Regions from separate parts of the Danio rerio genome. Here region 2 is linked to region 1. The links are chromatin contacts, called in public HiChIP or PLAC-seq maps. All regions are on one chromosome and are shown on one strand. The core of a region is the stretch at or near the end of the contact, and the rest is flanking DNA. Distances in the headings are between cores, read along the strand shown. Region 1 holds the start of creb1b (cAMP responsive element binding protein 1b). Region 2 holds the start of ramp1 (receptor activity modifying protein 1).

Region 1 (3,391 bases), core at 439-2,938:
AAGTTAATTAAAAAATAAAAAATTATATATATATATATATATATATATATATATATACACACACACACAATTTTACTAGATGACTCAAGTTTGCAAAGCCTTTAGGTTAATTGGGATGATTTTGTAGAGGAGTGACGTATAAATATATTTATGCAAGTTATTATATGCATATACGAAACAACCTACAGTTGTAAATAAACACAATGAAGCAAATATCAAAGTAAAATAGACAGTGTTTTATATATCACGAGCTAACCTGCATCATGATTGTAAATCCTATTTAATACATTTACACATGAAACAACATACCAACAATGTCCCACCAGTTCCCTAAATAAAATGTACCATCACAAATAGCAATGTGAGCAACAGACTCAAAACCTATCACACAAATATCACATCAAAAATTATTATTAGTATAATTGTTTTTCTATCCCTGGTAAGATTACACTTAACTTTGAAAAATATAAAATACATAAAGTATATAATGGTACAATATCAAAAATCATCAAATAATGCTAAGTGGGTGTATTAATGATCAAATATGTACAAAAATGTAATGTATTGTACATTCTCATTGGGTGTGAAACAAAGACCAATAGCAGAATCTTGAAATAGAAAAGATGAGGAGAGGGAGCGAGCTCCAGCATGGCAGAAAGCGTGAACAGACAGTAATGTGATCTCATGACGCTCATAGTCTATCTGTGGTTTGATTGGTCATGCATAGTTCTCCCTCTACTTTTCAAATCCTATTTTCTGCCAGACAGATTATTCACGGAAACGTGTAGCTGCTGTACATTCGTAAATCTTGACATCTAAAAACGAGCATGCATCTAAAATTAAACCTACTGATGTAAAAAAAAAACAAAAAAATAACGCGGTTTAGTTATTTCAAAAACACTGTTGGCAAACCAGAAGAAATGCTTTAACATGCATCATCTAAATAGCATGTATTGAAATCGGCTGGTGCAACTTAATGTAAAACATGCAACAATTTAGCATTTCTTTATTAGCCATCTGAAATGTTCAGATATTAAAAAGTTTGCTATACTTTTATATAACCACATCTAACGTTATTTGCTTTAGGGTGCTCGTTTAAAAACGTGCATAATGAAACTTCAATAATAACTCAGCCCAGGAGGACTGCAATATAATCAGGGCGTGTCCAATAAATCGCACAATGAATCAACGATATTAGAGAAGATTAAATCATTGCTGAATGATATAACGTTAAGAGTATTACATCCTGAATTCACCTAGCAGCACACATTTTTGAAACCAGGGCGTGAAACAATTTAACAAGAAAGGGGAAAACCCACATATATGATCTGTACAGATGCATAAAGAAAACCAGGGGTGTTGTGCATCCATATTTCTTTGCATTTTAAACGATCAACCATGCATCAAGATTTCCCACCCTGGGTTTGAGTTGGTCTCCCGTTTTGCCTCCCCTCCCTCTCCATGCAACAACTACAGCCGCCATGATCTCTTTGTTTCCAACGGGCCGAACCCAAACCAGACTCTTATGCCATTCTGGACGAGCCCTTTCCCTCCGGACACTTGTCTCCTCTTACCGATACAGACTCCTTCCGTCACTCTCGAGCCCTCGGAGCTCCACTTTTATTCAGGCCGACACGTAAGAGACCGCGTCAGGCTACACCTCCGTCGCGTCACCGAGAACAACAACACAGAGAACGAGACGAAAATCCGATCATCAACCCCACTGCACTGGGCGAAAGCGACCGAGAGTGGGCCGGAAATAGCCGAGTGGTGACGGATATAAACGAAGTGACGCCGAAGCCGAACGAAATGGCGCGAACGCGATTTCCTGGTGATAGTTTGCCAACGAGCATCTCTCTCGCTTTCTCTTTCTTGATGAAACCGTTTATTTTATTACGCCCTGTGGAAGATGGACATTAACATAACGAAACTAACATTTTGGTTAATTAAAAAAAAATTTGTCCTTGTTGTCTACCTCATCTGTTAAATATAGGCCTACTTTATATTAACCGTGGGTGAGGATAAAAGACGTAGTACAAATATTTATGTAGTGGCATTTCCCCCTTGTTCCTTACTAGTGTTTTATTAGTAAATAATTTGGCAAATATGTATTTTACAAGCTAAACATACAAAATCAAGGCAGGGCACTTGACAATTAGGAATTCGCTCTCATCAAAATTGGATGATCAGGTCAGTGACAGGATTCTGAGATTAATGTAAAGGACATGAAGCTGTCATAATAAATAAGACAATGTTCGCAATTGTTGTTAAATTATGTTTGTGATCTGTTCAAGAAACAAAATATATATGAAGCTTTTAGATTTTTTTTTCTTTCGAACATTTTTTTTGTTCCTCCTTATCAATCATATTTGCAACATGATTTGGCTTATCTTGGACAGCCTTCGATTGGGAAAATATGCATTGAGAGACTTTATAAGTTTAATGACAACAAAGATGGAATATAGGCTACAATGTTTGTGTACACACACACACACACACACACACACACACACACACACACACACACACACACACACACACACACACACACCTTACTAGGCGTGGAAGAATAACCGTTTTCAAGGTATACCGAGGATTGGAAAAGTCGAGGTTTTAAATGCGCCAAAATGTTCTGTAATAACGCTCATAAGGTATGTGTCAATTTTTTTTTTATTTACATTTTTTTGTTTGTTTTTAGGACAGCAGTATCTCCAGAAGAAAATATATCCAAAGATGCCATTTTAAATTGTAAAGAAATCTGTGTTTTTGAAACAAATGAATAAACACCCACACCCACACTTACGCACACACACTCATACTGCCCACACACTCAGTCTCTATTTCATACTTAAACACACAATCACTCACAAAAAAAAATGTTAAAATTGTGTTTAGCATGCATAAATATGGCAAGTATATACTTTTTAAGGCCATGAAAACTCCAGCCTTTTTCATGTGCTAGATTACGAAGTGACCTGTCTTAAAAAATACTAATAGGTGTGGCATGGATTGATTTTCTCGATAATGTTTATATAATGCTTTCTTGGTTAGGAAACATCTTAGGGATTTCCAAACAGTCTAATTTGTGGTTCTAATTAGTTAGACATTGAAAAAGAGAGCTGAAGTCCAAATCGAAAAAGTATCACAGATTACCTGAATTTATGTTTTAGTAAATTTTGTTTATATTTTGAAATGTAATTTCTACAGTATAGGTTTTCAACCAATAAAAAGCTACTTTTATTTAGTTAAATTATGGTAACCACAAATTAACCATGCTTTGCTACAATGTAGTTTAACCATGGTATTTAAATTTGTAACTCATGATACACCTATTTGCTTAATGAAGATGTATTGAAGTTCACTAGCTGCAACCCGTAAGCTATATGGTTAT
Region 2 (3,391 bases), core at 584-3,083, 590 kb after region 1:
TCATTTCAGACCTGGCCATGGTTAACAGACACTCATCCTGAGTTCACTTCCTCAGAGTTTCAAAGTCAGAAGATTCCCCTGCTAAATCTACATATTTTATAGCGCACTCACTGCAGTGAGCTTAACTGGAGCAGAAGTGTTTATCCAAGAGTCACAGATTTTTACAGGCTGATTGCATTTTTTTTCTGCAGTTGCGTGAGCATAATGCCTTTCTCTTGTGTGAATCCATTAGCACCCTGTTTCCTTTTTTGTCACCCAAACGGATGTTTGTTACTGTCACAAACAAGAAAATGTCATATTTCTCACTGTCAGGTCAGTTCATGTCAACAAATCGCTTGCAGTTGCATTGAAATTCTTAATAGACATTCTTCCACAAAAGTATGGCATGAAGCTTTGGCGAGTAATATAGCGGTCCCAATTGAATGGTGACAGAAAATCAAGGAAAGCAGAGAGCTGCTTGTTAGTCATGCTCGGCACAGCTCAGGCAGCTTGTTAAGGTAAGTGTGAAATGAATTCTTTCCAACAGGAGGAGGTTGCCATGCATTATTAATTAGAAAATTAGATAATTGACCCATACGTGGGAGGGCTTGTCACTTATGAATTTATGTCTTTATGCAAAATTTTCAACCCCTGTGTATTGTGAAAAATACCGGGGTCAGAGCATTTGTGTTTTTTTTTTACCAAAAAAGCATTACAGTGGCGATCAAATTAATTCATAGTTTTATATGTTTTCTGTCAACACTTTCAGTGCTTACAACTGTGCGTAGTACCCAAAATCAAAATATATTTATATAAAAATTAGTTTTTTAGACATTTAAACAGTAAAAAATAAATGAACAACAATGGTGCAACATATAATATCAGCATAATAAACAATATTCTTACAGCAAATACTGTTAATTAATAATGCTACAAATATATTTGAAAACCAACTGCTTAAGAAACCAAGCCATATTTTTATTATAGTACTAGTGTGTAGCTAACCTGTTTTTTGGCATAACCACATTATATATAATTAGTTTCACTGCAGCTACAGTTTAATTAACATTTTTAATTTTTAGTTTTATTCGTAGTAAACCAATGGTTAATTTTCATAAGGCACTAAATAAAACGTTTTCCAAAATATTTGGTTCTATAAATACAAACTCATGCTTTATTATAGTTTAATCGTTTAGTTAAGCGTTTAGTTAAGTGTTAAAATGACAACTACAACAAAGTTCAATGTTATTTACGGTTGAACAATAAATAAATAAAATAAATAAAAAACAGTCAATATTTGCTTAATTGTGTTAACATTTGCTGAGGAATATCCACAGTGACTAGCGCTAGTCCTTCAAACTACATAATACTTTCTCATTTGTTTCAGCTTTTTCTACTTTTTTTTTGTATTTTCTAGCCTTCATGGAATTTAATAACATGCATAATAGGCAGGAATGCAGGCAACAAACAGGACAAACCAGTTTAACTTACCAGCTACCAAGACGAAAAGCGCGTGTCTCCACGACACTGATGCCATGACGCGTCAATGTCAAACACAAGTTTTTTTTGTTGGTCGGTTAATCGTCGCTATTCCTTCACAGCTAGACACATCTGAGCGTCTGTCAGCTAATTGTTCATACAGTTTCATTCAGCGCTGGTTCTGCACTGAAGACGTTGAAGGAAGGAAGAAATCCTCTATTCCACTCAGCCAGCATGCCCTGTGTTTCATAAAGTACTGCTTTAGCGTCAAAATAAGCCCAAACGAGCACCTGTCTGAAGCGGGTCTCGGGTCAGCTGGAGCGCGCGCTCAGTAGTTCTCGTGGTTGGTCGGGCGCGCGGTGGCGGCGCGTCTACTGAAAGATGCGAGCTGCGCTTGTGGGAACATTATACGAGAAGCGCCTCCCTCACTGCTCATCAACTTATGCTAGCTAATAATAAACATCAAACTAATTGATTGCAGAAGTGAGGAAACCACTACGATTCACTCTGCGGTTAATGAAAAGGAAACATTTGCAGCCCCAATATCATGCAAGGTTTTAGTGTTCATTTTGTTTCTTCCAATTTTACTCCCGTCTTCTTCATTTGCAATTTATAAATAGTGAATACACCCAATGCTATTAATAAATAAATAACACAAAAGAAATTCGACTCGAAACTTTCTGTGTAGCTTACTGGTGCAAATTTTTATGTCCAAATGTAAATTCGTAATTTAGGAAACCAGCCCCAGTAAACGTGAGATGATACGCCATCTGTGGTCATAATCTGAATTACAGGTGCATTTGCCAAAATGATTAGTTGGTCTGATCATTAAAGCATCAGCAGCAGTGCTGCTAGAATTAAGTAGCAGAAAAACGAATGGAATTTTCTTAGTGGGGCTTTAGCATTGCACAATAAATTTATAAAAAATTACAAATTTAAGATTTGTGACAAAACGTTTCTAAGTTAACCCTGTGGTTCTAATACATATTTGGTAGGTTTATTATGAGTTGTTGATATTTTACACAGAAGTCAAAAATTAGGTTACGTAGGATTGGGTTATATGCTTATATGTAATCTTAAGCGTATAATCAGACCTAGAAAAATACATATTTTAGTTCGATTGTGCATCAAAAAAAGTTCATAATCAGTTGCCTTTTTAACTACATGATAAAATTATTGAAATAGTTCAACCTAATACTCAATTCAAGCACGACAAGAAAATACAGTACCCAATAATAATTCCATTCAAATCTATTAAATAAATGAGTTAGGCCAAAAGTAATCTAAAAGCAGTTGGAATACTTTAATGTGTGTAATTGTTCCAATATTCATAATGAATTGTAATTAAACCATTTATCCATCAATGGGTGAAAACTATTCATCTAAAGCAGGTCGCACACCAGAAGCGCCACTCGGCGCCGCGACACGGCGCGTACATGACAGATTAAAGTATCGCACACCAGACGCGCACATTCGAATGATATTTAACATGAAACTAATCAGATGGCGCTCTGTGGCGCGGCTGAAAAATGAACTGCGTCCTAAAGCAGGTCGCACACCAGAAGCGCCACGCAGCGCCATGTATTTTAGAATTCTAAACATAGGTTTCTATCAGGATACACACACCGGCGCCGCAAGTCGGCGGCTGTCGGCGGCGCCCGGCGACGGCTCAGGACGCAGTTCATTTTTCAGCCGCGCCACAGAGCGCCATCTGATTAGTTTCATGTTAAATATCATTCGAATGTGCGCGTCTGGTGTGTGATACTTTAAACTGTCATGTACGCGCCGTGTCGCGGCGCCGAGCGGCGCTTATGGTGTGCGACCTGCTTAAGGGTCTTAATCAAGTTTTTAATTCAGTGACTAGCAATAACAACAACAAAATATGTCCTTTAGAAATGTTATACAAATCCTTTAATCCAAAAATGTTCAAAAT

Evidence for each region. HiChIP or PLAC-seq counts read pairs in DNA pulled down with a chosen protein or histone mark.
Region 2: a contact with region 1 is called in an H3K4me3 HiChIP or PLAC-seq map of embryo, with 5 times the contacts expected there. The contact joins the promoter of ramp1 here to the promoter of creb1b in region 1. A contact is called at or near these places in 1 of 18 Hi-C or Micro-C datasets (an unstated tissue) and 1 of 4 datasets of contacts at active chromatin or transcription factors (embryo).

What each region holds. Positions count from the first base shown.
Region 1 is chr9:29,946,826-29,950,216 of GRCz12tu, forward strand. It overlaps creb1b (cAMP responsive element binding protein 1b), which reads right to left and starts at 1,689. Exons shown (of 7, transcript NM_001017818.1): 1 at 1,575-1,689.
Region 2 is chr9:30,537,416-30,540,806 of GRCz12tu, forward strand. It overlaps ramp1 (receptor activity modifying protein 1), which reads right to left and starts at 1,834. Exons shown (of 3, transcript NM_001002693.2): 1 at 1,471-1,834. The coding sequence starts at 1,516. It overlaps LOC141376144 (a long non-coding RNA gene), which reads left to right and starts at 3,291. Exons shown (of 2, transcript XR_012385452.1): 1 at 3,291-3,391.